2 separate regions of the Drosophila melanogaster genome follow, and region 2 is linked to region 1. The links are chromatin contacts, called in public Hi-C maps. All regions are on one chromosome and are shown on one strand. Each heading gives the region's core, a stretch centred on a gene start, on an enhancer-like site or on the middle of the called end of the contact. The rest is flanking DNA. Distances are from core to core; before and after follow the strand shown.

The links. A called contact is a pair of places that touch in the nucleus more often than the background predicts.
Region 2: a contact with region 1 is called in a Hi-C map of the Kc167 cell line, with 4 times the contacts expected there. The contact joins the promoter of CG11396 here to the promoter of kug in region 1. A contact is called at or near these places in 8 of 107 Hi-C or Micro-C datasets (the Kc167 cell line, the OSC cell line, cellular blastoderm embryo and 3 more).

The regions. Positions count from the first base shown.
Region 1 is chr3L:20,000,794-20,008,502 of dm6, forward strand. It overlaps kug (kugelei), which reads left to right and starts at 4,508. Exons shown (of 21, transcript NM_001300197.1): 1 at 4,508-4,696. It overlaps CG7668, which reads left to right and starts at 1,943. Exons shown (of 3, transcript NM_168830.2): 1 at 1,943-2,199; 2 at 2,510-3,570; 3 at 3,624-4,041. The coding sequence starts at 2,125. The coding sequence ends at 3,756. It overlaps Tom20 (Translocase of outer membrane 20), which reads left to right. Exons shown (of 4, transcript NM_001275156.1): 2 at 198-503; 3 at 568-643; 4 at 1,057-1,653. The coding sequence starts at 374. The coding sequence ends at 1,366.
Region 2 is chr3L:20,783,457-20,791,165 of dm6, forward strand. It overlaps CG11396, which reads right to left and starts at 4,681. Exons shown (of 4, transcript NM_140998.3): 1 at 4,335-4,681; 2 at 3,673-4,257; 3 at 3,433-3,608; 4 at 2,884-3,376. The coding sequence starts at 4,646. The coding sequence ends at 2,995. It overlaps Six4 (Six4,), which reads right to left. Exons shown (of 4, transcript NM_140999.3): 2 at 7,264-7,658; 3 at 6,680-7,197; 4 at 5,430-5,715. The coding sequence ends at 5,610. It overlaps Pcif1 (Phosphorylated CTD-interacting factor 1), which reads right to left and starts at 2,741. Exons shown (of 5, transcript NM_140997.3): 1 at 2,573-2,741; 2 at 1-1,165. The coding sequence starts at 1,151. It also overlaps asRNA:CR46484.

The DNA of each region.
Region 1 (7,709 bases), core at 3,258-5,757:
AAAAAAAGAAAATTAAAAACATTAGTTTTGGAGGATAGGGATTTTAAGCGAATAATGCAAGTTAAATAAATATAATACAAGAAGTGAGCTTACGATTATTTCTTAGCGTATTATAACTTGATCCCACAGTATTTCTGAATAAACTAAAAAAAAATACATTTAAATCTCTTACTTAAAATTAAATAAATATCCCTTAGCAAAATTTAAAAAAGAAAACAGTGTTCCAGTCCGCCGTTTCAAATTAGTGCGAAACAAGTGAAAAACATGAAACAACAGTAGTTGTAGGCGATATCGATTTTTGTTTTATGTAAATCGATGGCACATGCGGAATGTAAAATAAGACCAAGTTAATACAGAGGATTTCCGTAGTAATATGATTGAAATGAACAAAACTGCAATCGGCATTGCAGCGGGAGTAGCTGGAACTCTGTTTATTGGATACTGCATCTACTTCGACAAGAAGCGCCGCAGCGATCCCGAGTACAAGAAGAAAGTCCGTGAGCGTAAGAATCCCCATTGCGCCCCAACTGAATTATGAAAGAAACTCATCATTTCATCACTTCCTAGGTCGCCGTCGCAACAAGAAAACCGGCACTGCCAAGTCTGGAGTTCCCAATCTGAACGACCATGAAGCCATCGAAAGGTAGGACACTCCCATGGGAGTCGCATTATATAATGTGGCACGTGTAGTGGTGCCTGGCGATTCAATACACCTCCATTCAAACAAACAAGCCCACATATGTTTCTCCAGCCAAATCGATGTACATATTTTATGTGGAGTCCCATTACACTTGCGTGTTCATCGTGTTGCTGCTTATTGCCTCAGGCATCTAAAGACTCCACTGCCTTGGATTAACAAGCACATTTCAGTGTTTGGATTCTCAGCAGGCTTCCTGCCAAGAAATTCATAATTTGAATATACAAATAGTTATTATTGTTGCAACTGTGCACAATTTATATTATTTATATGCACCTAATTTGCCTGGCATTAATTTAATTCGTAATAGTGTGCATCGAATCAGCTGTTCCAAACTAATTAAACCATGATATTTGCAGATATTTCCTTCAAGAAATCCAGCTGGGCGAGACCCTGATCGCCCGCGGAGATTTCGAGAGTGGCGTGGAGCACTTGGCGAATGCCATCGTCGTGTGTGGCCAGCCGGCTCGTCTGCTGCAGGTGCTGCAATCCTCCCTTCCAGCTCAAGTATTCGCGATGCTGATCGTCAAGATGCAGGAGTTCGGCAATCGAGCGGCCGAGGGCAACGACGGGCCAATCGTTTTGGGGCAGAGCTCGGAGCAACAACTGGACGGAGCCAAAATTATAGAGTGTTCATCTGGAAACGCAAGTATCGACGACCTCGAATAGTACTTGGAGATGGCTACAGAAATTGAGATATAAATTTCAACAGTAGAAATTAAGGGCTTCACATATAAACATTATATTTTTTTTATATATTGATTTCTCTGGATGTTCCCAATACATACAAATAAATATGCGTAAACTGTTAACACTTAACAATTGAGCTTTGTTTTGTGCGTGGTATTTACGTTAGGCGAATATCAAAGATCAACTCTGCAGACCTAAATGTTTTGCAATATGTATGTATAACAGGGTATGTGTTAAAGTGTGTGAAAGTTTATCAACAATAAAAGATTATTAACATGTTGAATATCTTGGGAATAAATACATATATCTCCTAACCGGTTTGATAATAAAGGTATTCCAAAGTTTCTTTGGTATTTAAATATAAGTGATTATTTATAGGAAAAGCGTACTACTGCCATCTAGGCAGCTTAATCAAATGAGAAATGGTTCTTATACACTTATTTAAAGCAATAGTTTGAAAATGCAAAAGTTCCTTTTCAAAGATGATACCCAGTAATTAAATTTACGGAATACCCCCTATGCCATGTTCTAGCCGGACTGCGTAACTCCCTCAGTCCATATCTGGTAACACTTAGAGCTAAACAGCTACGTGCAATTCATCGGATTTTTTTGTATTTTGAGTTGTTACAAATATAGGCACTTGCTTTACATCTTTAAATTTATTGCACGGATTATTGCAAATTCCGTTTGGAGTGCTTTTAGGTACGATAAAACGTGGTGCTGATAAATTAATCCCCATGAAGCCGGAGGACCAGAACAACTTTTCTCAGAATTCGCGATCCTCTCCAGATTCCAGCACTGAGAACAATTCGGTGAGCAATAAGATTTTTCTCGATTCTCGTTACTTACATAGATAGAGAAGAACGTGTGAGAAATTTGAAAATTCTTTTGGTGTATTGATATAAATTCACAAGTAAAATAAAAATCAAAGACACTAAAATAATAATGTCTAATGTCTTTATTATTCTAATGTCTTTGATAAAAACTTTTCGCTTTATATGTACTTCCCCAAATTCCGATTCTAGTGTCTTTGAATAGACTCAGTCAGATCCGATAGTGATCGTAATCATGAATTCATGCACATAGTTCTCAGCGAATATTGTATACTCTTTCGTTTTTCAGAGCAGCAGTGATTCGGAAATGGAATTTGTGGGCACAAGTGCACGGGGAATGCTGAAACATAAGAAAAAAGATGAGAGGAAAATATCGGAACTCACCCGAAAGTTGGCGGAGGCTGAAATAAATCTGAAGGCCCAACAGGAGAAGGGCAGTATACTTGAAAACTGCATCAAGGATAAGGATGATTTTATTAAGACCCTGCAATTGTCGATTGACTTAGTAACGCAAACAAAAGAAATGACCATACAGAAGTTACAAACTCAAATTATGGACTTGCAAAGTGATCTCGACTTGAGTAGGATTACAATTAAGAAGAACGATGGAGGAAATTGTGCTCCAGCGCATGATAAAGTTGTGAAAGAACGAAAGGAGTTAAATATGGAAAATGGAAAATTTCGAGAGGGGAATGATCAGATTGTTGAAATCGAGAAAATTTTGAACTCAAAAGAGGCGGAAATCGCCAGACTAGAATTCAAAATTGACGAGTCGAAGCTAAAAATTGTGCAATTGGAAGGTGCAGTAAAGGCGAAGGACGAAAAGATAGTGAAAATGACAGAGATATTGTCTGAGTATAACGTTAATAATAAGGACCACGATGAATTCGTATTACTGGGCTCTTCCAAGTTGCCTTCAATTAAATTGGTGACACTACCTGATTTCGAACCCTTTGCCTCAGTTTTCGAGGATATTCCTTCTGCCGGTCGTGGTTGGATGATAATCCAGCGTAGAATCGATGGCAGTTTCGATAACGCCACTGAATCAAATATAATAACGGGCTGTGGGGATTTGGGTGGCGAGTTCTGGCTTGGCCTACAAAAATTGCATAAAATGACGACACATCGACGAATGGAACTATATATCCAGCTCGTCGATTTCGACAATGCTAGTGCTTATGCAAGATATGATAATTTTGTTATTGGCGATGAAAAACAGAAATACAAACTGCTTTCCCTTGGCGAATACTCAGGAAATGCTGGCGACGCATTTCGCAGTCATATAAACCATATTATTGTTGGAAATCCGTTTGCAATGGAATCATCGAAATGGTGGGGTACAATGAACTGGTATGTATGAACTTGTTTTTGTTTAATGATTTTGAAAAATAATTCTTTTTCAGTAACTTGAACGGAAAATATCGGAATTCCAAAGTTGAGTTGGACACGACCGATGGCATTTGGTGGGGTAATTGGAATGTTGGTAATAGATATCCCCTGAAGTCGTGCAAAATGCTAATCAGACCAATGCCGTGAGCCAAGTATAATGGCTTGTCAAATAACATTGTCACGGAAATAAAAGTTGTAAAATAATTTCTACCTGTTCATTTTCAGCCTAATTATTGTAGAATGTTAAGTTTTAGTGTCGACCAAAGAGTGGATAACAGGCTTGAAGGTCCTATAAATGCTGTATGCTGTATTTGCAAGTAAAATCTAGCTTCGCTTGGTATTTTTTTTATCGTAATAATACCGACTTTGTTATTTTACGGTCGAGGGAAATTTACATGAAAATCCCACCAGATGGCGCGTTTGATAAAATCGATTTTATCGCAGGAATGCCGTATTAAATTGCCCAAGTTTCTATAAAATATAAATATATTTTGATAAATAGTAATAATAATACATAATAGAAAAAAAAAAAATAAAACATAAAAATCTGCAGAAGGCAACAAATTGCATCTAACAGTGAAGTGGAGCATTTTCCTAGCCTCACAAAATATTTAGCAATAACAAATACATTTGTCTAAAACATGTAACAAGTCAGACATATGCATGTTCTCCGCAATAAAGCTGGGATATTTTTACCAGAGAGGGTCAAAGGACTCAATAACAGAAGGGGAAATAGGGGTGCTCCATGCTCAAGCTGGTCCGGATGAGCTCGAAGTTGCTGTTGGAGGTTGCAGCTGGAGGTTGCAAGCGCAGGACATGGCCCAACTCGTTAGGACCTCGAAACGAAAAGTCGAATCAGTTGAATTTCTGTTCTCATTGACTGCGGTTTAAGTTGCTTTAAATCGCAGTAAACGGTGTGCGTCGTCGGTAGCAATTGAATGAGAAGGGAAAGTATGTTTCAATCGAAAGTCGCGTTGTTCCGTTAATATGACTCGAGCTTAGGCGACGATACGCGAGTCGATAAATGTATCTGCGCCCATACGCATTTCCAGTGCAAGTGATGTTTATCTGTAAAATGCAGAAATATGTACGTATTCGTGTTGTGTGCCACAAATACGTCCGAGTTGACCAATAGTCCACGATAATATTGCTTTACATATAAGTGTAACAGTGAATTGGGGTTGCATAACCCCCTGTGGTGATACAGATAATGAGAAACCAAATATATCCAACCAAAAATCAGTGGAATAAACCACAACATACACCTCCGCACAGGAAACTTCTGCGATGGTCTGGGCTACATTTCTTGAATTGCGAAGCCATTGCAATGAGGATTATGGGAAACCAAAGGGTTCCATTCCTTGTATACGTCCTAGTGATTTGTGATATTTTTAGGGGGCATCAACCTTAATTGACACCCAAATATATTGCCAGGGATCCATGTTTTTAATGAAAACTATAGCATTTAAATAAAGCTGTTTCCAAATTTTGATACAGTTTAAAGACTTTTTTCACATATCAGTTTGATATGTTCCTTTAGAAGAAACCAAAGCAACAACAATATTGTAGGCGAACCAAATAAATAGGACTTCATTTTAATTAGTTAAGTGCTTTCTTTAAAATTGCACTCGACAAAAACCAAAATATTATTTTTTATAATATCTCCATATTACAAATTTTGTTGTTATCTTAAATGCAGCCCTTTAAAACGTAAGATAAAGAGTTATTCGTGAAGGAAATTATTTTGTTTCAGAATTTATTTTTATTGGCGAACATACAAATAATTTAAACATTTAATTAGTCTTGACAATTGGTTTTGACCACTTGTTGAAAGGTTATTAAAGCGATTTTTTTGTATTGTTCGAAAATTTTGTATTTATTAGACAAAGGCCTCGCTTAAATTCGTGTCAATTCGCGCTTAGCAGTATAATCGATCTGGAAATTATCGGCTACGCACTATCGGTGCTGTCATCGAGTCTCGCAATATTCGATTCTTGCAATCGATTTTAGCATTTTCAAGAGAGAGCAATAGCGGGCGGAGTTATCGGCGATCGTAGTTAGTGGTGCATATGTACATGCAGCTGCCAATTAATGTGAGTGTGTAATCCGCGTCTAGAGTTCCGGAAATCAGAGATGAATGAAAATACAAACCGATGAAAGTGATCGCCCCCGAAGTTACCGAGCAACCAGCGAAAACACCGAATATTAGATAGTTCCAGACAAGTTGTGGGATCCACTCTAAATTACAAAGGTATACACACATATGTACCTGAGTGCGTTTGTATGTGGACCAAACATTTTCCAAAAAGATATATCAACCGAGAATTGTGCATTTCTGTGTTTTAAGCCAATAAAATACCCAGTGCCAGGTGCACGAAGTTTATCACGGCGATTCGGAGTGATGTGTGTGCGTGTGTTTGTTTACTTACCTTATCGGAAAATTAGGCCCACGAAAAAGAGACACATGTTATCTTTGTACACCGATGTGCTATGTACATATGCATCGCCTATGTATGTATGTAAATGCTGCACTGCTATGTAAAAATTGGAGTTAGTGCTCGTAATGGTGTGACTTTGTGGACTGATTTTTGGAGTGAGAATCCAGAAAAGCTAAGAAGAGTTCTCAGACATTGCTTCTGAATAAACATTAAAGTTGAAAGCACTCAGTGATTCACATGGCCTGTGCTCGCTAACCCGTTTCGACTTCTTTTCATGCCTTATACATATGTACATACATATGTGTGTATTAGGGTCTTATTACTCATATTTACCTACGCGCCGCACCAATTTCGCAACCTTCACGTTTTCATGAATCGAAAAGTCGAAAATCTCGTAATTTCCACTCCCAACATCCCAACAAGTGGCTCCCTCAGTCAAGTGATTATGCTGATCTGCTGTGCTAGTGAAAATTCATTTTAAAAGTGTTACCTTCACGGTTCTTTAAATTTGTAAACAATAAATTTGAGACTTGAAAGCGACGTGTTATGAAAAATATTTCAAACACTTCTTTTATTCAGTTTTATAGGAAAAATGAAGCTTTACTTTTCACACGATTGGTTTATTAGTTTTTCTTATCTGGCAAAGGTGTCAAGTAAGAGGGCTTTGTGTCGTACAACCTAACTACATGGATATCAAGATATGGAGAAATTCCCGTTCCTTGTGATTATTTACAATTTGAAGACCATCCAGAATGTAGGGCATCATTACATTATAATTCGTTTGGAATTCGAGTAATTTATGGTGGCATTGGTAGGCTGTGTCTAAAATATTACTAATGAATAAAGTTCAAAGATAACACAAGTGCAAAATGAGAATTTCATGACATACACCCGTTTATCTTCAGCAGTTTTTTTTAAATGTTCTAAACGGTTATTGTCATATCATTCTATTACATTGAATTCTATTCGTGTTTCCTTAAAAGTGAATAAGCCTTAAAGATAGAAAATGTTTTGTTTTTGGAAGCAAAGTGAATTACATTAATCACGCATTTTCGAGCCAACTAATTATAGAAACTACTATAAATGACATCAGAAGTGTGGCTGATAAGCTGGTCGTGCCCCTTTAAAAAAAAAATCTAGGTCAAATCGATTGCGGAAGGCTTCTCTTACAATTTTACTTGACGCCCAATCATCTTTTGGGAAAAATTTAAATTTATGCTTGTGCCATATGAACAAGCAGTTTTTAAGAGTGACATTATTGAAATGTACTTATAATTTTACCTCTTTGTTTATTTATGTTATAATATTTACAATTTGCTTCATTTGTGCACAATTCTTAAGCCTTAAATCAGGTACATTGCAAAAGTTGTTAAGCTTAAACACTTATTGTCAGATTGAAAGGAAGGTGAACAGTGGCGCAAATTTGCCAAAATTAGAAGCTGAACAGTTCACTTAATAGACGACTATTGTTGCTGGTAGATATAATCGGTTAGACAAAATGGAGCACTTTAAATCAATTATGTAGAAGAAAGATTGCAAATTCCACCAAACGTAGAGATGCCCATCTCGTCCGCCGTTTGAAATGCTTTCCCATCATTGGAGCATTTCCACATTTTATGCGAATTATATGTATTATGTAAATGTATTATGTACCATAAAAAA
Region 2 (7,709 bases), core at 3,431-5,930, 780 kb after region 1:
AATGTGTCCTCCACATTCCACTTGACGACCTTCTTGGATTCCGCCGGCGCGGATCGGGATTCTATTATCTGCTTAGCGGCCTCTGCGTAGCGGGAAAGCTGCTTCCTGGCATCCCCTGTGAACTTGGGCTTCACTATCTTGATAGGTATATCCGACATGATCTCGCGGTACATGGAGCTGGAGATCTCCGGCATGCAACTGCTGGGCAGCAGCGGGTCGCAGCCGGTGTCTATCACCTTGCGTTCCATCAGCCAGCGGTTGAAGGAATCTCTGGGTGCCTTTATATTTTCTCTCCGCATGCACAGATCTTCGTAGGTTTTCAGCAGCTTCATGGTGAAGGCTGCCCGTAAAGCCTCTACCTCAGGATGCGGTTGCGGCAGAAGTGTCGGCGGTCGCTCTACAATAACGGCATTGGTGCACACCTCCAGGTCCCAGGGACCGGCCAGAACAAACTTCTTCATTGGAGGTCCGCCGCCCATATGATGCTGATTGGGATGGATGTGCATGTCATCCGACGGCCGCCGCTTCAGGTGATGATGCTGGTGCTGTTGCTGCTGGTGCATATTGGGGATGATCGGCGTCGGACCGCCCGCATGGCAGATGCCCAAAGGGTCGGTGAGCGGATCAAAGGGTCTGGTGCCGGGCATCTCCCACAGCGATTCGCCGGTGACTTTGTTCCAATAGTATGGGCGGTTTTCCCTCTTGGACCAGAATTTCCGCCATCCCTGGTTTACCAGCTCGGCGGTTAGCTCCTCGCCATATCCACCGGGTCCCAAGGTTGGCGGACCTTGCGGTGTATGGCCCATGCTCTCCAGCGGTGAGGGCGCATGTGTTTTCGTGGGCGTCGAGGGGGAGGAGCAACTGGCCACCGGTGAACTGCCCGCTCCTACGCCCAGATTGTCTGGTAGAATGGGTCCCGTGACCGTGGGCGCTCCTGCCGTGGGTGAAGGTGACATGTTGTTGGAGGCACTCGCCGTCAATTGATCCCAAGCACTCTGTGCGGCGGAGGAGGCGGACGATGAAGATGCTCTGGAGGGCACGGGCGAGGATCCCATGCCAGGAGTCCCCGTCGACGCAATCACGGAGGAGAGCAAGCCCTCCGTCCCCGCGCCCAGGTTGTGTATGATGCTATTGTTGTTGTTAGCTGCCATGCTGCGAAATATTTCTGCAAGAGCAAGGTAAACAAAAACAAGTGTTTTCAATCAAAGAAGAGAGTGAGAGCAAGACAGTGAAAAGAAAAGATAATCAATGGCCAGTGATGGCAAATTGAATTTTCGGAAAATAGCTATTCTCTTGGTTAATATATCTTATGATGACTAATCGGATGTTAAATATTAATCGATGTTATATATTAAACAATCAATATATGCATATAAAACAATAGTTATAGTTGCAGTGCTAAATACTAATAACAGTTGTTCAACACGTCTTGAACACCTATATTTCTTTTTAGTTCAGCTTTATTTTTTGATATTTAATACCATTAAATACCATCAATATAATACCCCTTAATTTCGGAAAAAAAAAACTACGGCTTGAAGACGTGACTATCACCAAGTATAGTACAGCAAAGTGGCCTAATTGAACCTCTTGCATATAAAAATAATTCAAATATAGGATAAAAAACCGCCAAGTCTCCCTTTGGCTAGAAAATATCCAAAGCGACATTGTCACGATGGCAGATAATAAAGTGAGCGCGCACCGGAATCGAATCGAAGAAACCAGAACCACCACCAGAGAGCTATAACTGCCGTTAATCGGCCAGTCGACAACAGCCACTCAGCGGAGCGAGATCGGGGGCACGCTAGAGTCGGACGGAATGATGCGTGGAGATCGTGGGGAGTAGTAGAAATTAACACTAAATGTTGGCCTGATAAATCCAAAAAAAAAAATCAGAAGGAAGCCCTTGGCCAGAAAACAGTTAATTCGACACCCACTCAAACGAGGCTAAGAAGGCGCGCATGAGCGAGAGAGCCAGAGAGAGCGAACACAGCTCTGCTCTCGCACGAATGAGAAATCAAAACAAATTGCAAAAGAATAGAGATTTTCTGCCTGGGTTATGTGTATATGTTTTGACGAGCGTGTACCAAGCGTATGCGCACCGCCACAAGCGGAATAAAAAATATACAAAATAATTTGCTGCACTCGCACGCACACACACCAGCGCACCTCCGCTGACACACACACCCGCACCAACTGCAGGCATTATGCACGCCATATAAACAATTGCGAAAAAATTACACTTGGTTTCGTGGCCCTCGACAGCTACGTCATAGCACTAAAATAATGGCGCGCTTTTTCAGTGCAGCCACAAAAAGTCGCTTATAATTAAAAGAAAATGCAAATAATATCAATCAGGAGAACTTTGCGACGCCCAATTCCAGGTGAACTCGAGTAACTCGATGCTCGACGGCGTAAACAAACAACATTCTGGATGCAACGAAAATTTCTCTACACTTTCTTTTTTGCACCCACCGAGGCACAGGCACATCAATATTTTCCATTTTATATACTGCCTGGGCATCGTGTGGCCGCACTGCGTTAAAACGCCCTGAAACGCCACAAAACTCACCTAGTTTCAACTATCCTAGTCTGAAAAGCACGCGCTACGTGTTTGCAAACATTTAGGCGTGCGCTTGGCGTAAATATTCCCGCGATTTTCTTTGGAAATTAAAAATAAGTTCTTCTCAAATTCTTTTTCAGCGACGAAACTCGGAGCAGTCGAATCGAGATGGCATTGCTGCGATAGGCAGCACGGTATCGATTGCCTGCTCTTTCCGCACTATCGTTTGTCATTCGCAACTTTTCGTGTACGATAGTTCTGTTGTATTTGTTTTATAATCTATTAAATTTGAAGTAATTAAATTAAACAGATAGGAAACTATCTATAACATTATTTTATTTCTCTAATACTTTTCTAGTGGACTCAAAGAAGGGCTCACCTATTTTGACCGAAAGTTCCGCTTGCTTGGAATGTCTAACAATATCTCTACTTTAATTTATCGTCTGCAATTTTAGACAAATTTCTATGCTTATGTTGAGATCCGGTTTGTATCTGTTAATTAGGCGCAGTAAGTTGTACTTTTTCGCCTTGGAGTTGTTTGATTCCAGTTCATACAGCGTCGAGAGATTGACCAGCAAACTCTCGTTGAGGGACTTCTGGGGATTCAGGTTGATAGCGCGCTCGTACAGATTTATAGCATCCTTTAGCTTTCCGGCGTAGAGAAGGCACACTCCCATGTTGTTCAGGATCATTGTGTTGCCGGTGTCCAGGTGCAGAGCTTTCTGGAATATCACATAGGCCTCGGGAAAGTCGTTCTTGGCCACAGCTATTAATCCCTTATCGACCAAGTCTCTGAGATCAGGCGCGGAGTTTCTACAACAAAGCATATCATTGAACTGAAAATAGCGTTGGTTAGAGTAGGGCCTTACATCTCCCTTAATCTCCTCGAGACGGCAATCTTCTGCTCCGCTCCAAATATGTCACCAATTTGCAGATAAATGCGGCCCCAAGCGGAGTACAAGGATCGCCGATCCTCCTTGCTCAGGTTGGAGCGCTTTAAAAGCGTTCCCTCCATTATGTCGTCTATCATACTGAATTTCTTCATCTGCAAGAATTAAATGGGCAATGTTACACTCATTTAAACTACAGTTAAGTTTTCTTGAACGTACCATCAATCCACAGTTGATGATTGAATGCAAAACCCGTTCGCATCGCCTTTGCCAAAACTCCTCTGCCGCCTTGTTGTGCAGACTTAAATAGTGCTCCTTGATTTCCCGCGTGGTCACATGAAGTTCTGAAAGTCTGTCCAGGGCGACATGGGGTTTACCCAGATATATGGGCAGCTCTGCAAGCAAGAGCCGGAAGGAAAAACAGGCTATGGATCCACTTTTCCCGTTGTACATCTCCGGATAGAAGTCGTAGAAGACATCGGGGCTGGTAAGTTGGCCAAAAGGTTCTGCCTCGGCATTCAGCAGCTCAAACTCGCCCAACTTGGCAAGCAGCGCGAGGCGCGTGAACCACAGTTGCAGGGAGTGGGGCGAATGCTTTGCTGGCTGACCAGATCGCCCGTAACCCTGACCGTAAATGGTCAGAAGACGGCCCGTAAGATTCACGGCAGTGCGATAGCAACCGGCGTGGATTAGTGTTCTCAAGCCGCGCTCGTCCTGGGTGACATCATCGACGCGAAGGATCTTGCGGTAGGACAACTCGGCCTCTCCGAGGTGTTGAGTCACCGCCACGCTGATGGGATCTGCCTGGAACAGTCATAAAGTGTCAGTAAGTAAAAGTGTCATTACCTTTAAAAAGAAGTATAGAAGCATTCTATACGCACCAAGTCAGTTTGCAGATGGATGCCCGGCATAATAAGTTTACCGGGCTCGTTTTCCCGCGGCAACTCCCACAGATTTCTTACGTCGTCACCGACTTTTATAGAATCCTCTCCTGCCTCAGGTGTCTCAACATATTCAGGAGGTTGGAAGAACCCGACGAAGGTGTTGGACATCATGTTTGGGGCGGAACTGGTGCTACTGGCGCTGCTGGAACTCCCTTCTGTTGACAAGTTGTTGCCCTTGGGTTTGCTGGCCAGCTCATCGAAGAAACTGGGCGGATCATTTGCGAAATATTCGCTTATTTTGTGTGACATGTCTTTCTTTGATGGTTTTTCGATAGGCTTTCAGGGATGTCACTATCGCTGCTGCCACAGTAAGAGCTATCGGCCGCGAATGGCGCCAATACTTCAGTGGTTTTAAACAATCTTATTTTGATCCGTTTACCGTATTGCTTGCTAAAAGTTCTTTTCAACGTTACTATTTTGCATTTGCAAAATTTTTTTACACCGAAATTTTCATAATAAACAAAAAGTCCAAGCACAAAAATATTCATGTGTTATATAATGATTTTTACTATCTAATATATATATTTTTTTGAGACCAGACTTGGAACTTGTGCTGTGGAACTTGATTTAGGATTCTTTATTTCCTAATTTTCTTAAATTTTCTCTTCTTAAAAATGTCTATATTTCATGGCGTAACGCAGATTAAAATGTGTTGCGTTGAAATATGTGGTACATAAATTTTAAATATGATTTTAGTGTTAAGTTTTAAGATTCGGTTAGCGCAAATGACTAGTTTGGCCAATTGTTTGTATTAGTTTTTACAAAAATAATGATTAGGGCAAAGGAAAAGAAACTAGCGTTTAACCAACATATATATTAACATATAATCACTATATGAACATATTGTCTCTGGCTTACCTATATTATATCCCTTTTATTCGTAGGCCAGCATTTTCCATTTGATTAGCCCATAAAAATTATAGCTAAGAGAAATTATCCATATTGATTTTCCATATGATTTTCAGCGACAGTGGATATAAATTATTTTTCTTTTACATAACCCAAATTTCCCAAATAAAATGCACACAAATTCATTTGTTGATCTAATGTCATTTGTTTATTATTCGAGTTATACAGTACATAAAGCAAAAATTGGTTAATTCTAGAGCTAACAAAGATGGCCATTTGATGGCCACTTTCCAGTTGCCTGTGTCCTAACATACAAACGCATTACACTTTATTTACACAAAAACAGCCTCCTCACATCGCAGTTTATTGCCCATTGAAAATCGTTTCGGGATAATAGCTTGGAGCATTGAACATGCGCGGGAATCCATTGCCATCCAGTTGGCCCACGGGCAGCACCGACATGATGTCCCTAAAATCAAACAATTAGTTTTTTAAATATATTTATAACATAGCACTTAAAATATAGAGTTACTATATATAAATATATGTTTTAGTTTCAGGCAGTGGAACTATCTATGGAATCCCCCTAAAATTCCCTTAACAATTATCAATGTAAGTGAAGCATGACTCCATTTTTTAAGATCGCTCTGCGTTTTCCAAATGGTTCTAGTCATGGAAGTGCGACTGTGAGTTTTCGAGCAGCTAAAAAGAACACATTTACTCCACTTGTGAGCTCGGGTGTGGTATGTGCTGCAATTTGACGCCCTGTAGAGGCGATGCGATCAAACAGCGGGATGCGGGCGGAGGAGGAGAATGGGAATGGTGAGGAGGATGAGGGGCACATGCTACACGCATGCGCTGCGTTAGGAGTCGGGCACGTCCCGAGTCCCTGGGCTCTATAAATATGCAGAGGACCGTGCAAGGAGCCGGCCGAAATTGGACATAAAACACGCTCAAGTGGGCGGCCTGGAGGCACAAGTGCCGTACGGAACGGTCACTTACAAACGATTTTTAATGCCAATTCCAGAACAATTGATTATATTCGTTCGCATTTCGGATTTCGGAGTTTGGTTCTGGGGCGCAACACGCTCAAGTGTTGAATGAATTGTTTTACGAGTTATGAGGAAGTGGAAATTACCATGCCGCCCTAGATTCCCCTCCTAACGAACTTGGTTGGCCCAAGTTCAAAAGAAATGTGAAGAGAATCTAACTACACTTCAAATGGTATTAGCTCTTTTCAAAGTTGTTTTTTAGGAAATAGTCAATAATCTCTAATTACAACTAATCTTTTGATTGATTCTTTGACGATTTTCAGTTCTTAAAATAAAATTCTATTTTATGTGTTCAAGATAGGATGTGGGTTATAGTTAAAAGGATAAGTTATATAGTGGATTTTATGGATGAGGACATGAGAATCTATGATTTCAACTCACGGTCTTTGCTGGGGCGTGCGATCCCGCTGTCGACGATTCTTGAACCAGTTGGAGACCTGGGTGAGCGTGAGCCCGGTCTTCTTGGCCAGCGTCTTCTTCTCGTCGGGGGTGGGATATCGGTTGGTCAGGTAGCAGTCCTTGAGAGCGTTGCGCGACTTCTCCTTGAAGCAGTAGACCGTCTCCTCGCCATCCCAGATCGTCTTGGGCAGGGGATACTTCTTGCGCAGACGGTACTTGTCCACGGCGCCCAGTGGTCGGCCACGCACCTTCTCGGCCTCCTTGTAGTGGGCCTTGAACCAGAGGTTCTGCAGGTCCACGTGGTACTTGATCGAAAAGCAGTGCGTCTCCAGCAGGTTGTACAGCTCGTGGAACTGGCCCAGATTGTAGGCCACCATGGCGCGGGCCCGCAGGACACTCTCGTTGGTCTTGAAGAACTCGCTGGGCGGCAGGCTGCAGAGGAATGTGGTCAGCTTCTCGATGTCGCCCTTCTGCTGCAGTGCCTCGCACATGCACTGGATCTAAAGAAGAAGTTCATAGCACTTTATGTCTGCAAAAGTCTAGGATATATGGGAGAAGTATCCTACCTGATCCGTGGAGAACTGCAGCATCTTGGCATCGATAGGAAAGCTGCTCACGGCGGACATGTTGTGGGCGGCTGTGAGATTGGATATGAGGTGGCCACCACTGCCGGCATTGCCCCCCAATCCGCCGCCACTTCTCTGCAGGCCGGCGCATAGATCCGTCTTCGTGTTCCCGTTGAGATCGCCCAGGTTGCCACTGCTGCCATTCTCAAATATTATGCTGTTCAGGCTGGGATAGTGCGTGGGCGTGGTCGAGGCGGTGGGCGGCGGCGACTTGTCGTAGTCATTGGTGATGTCCTGAAACCGCCGCTCCAGCAGGTGATCCTTCTCCACACCCTCGTAGGGTGCGAACTTGTCCAGCTGCAGGACCGTTTTGCATGACAGGTTGCCACGATAACCTGAAGATTGAAATGGAAAACTTATGTCAAGCAAATATCTTAAATTTATAT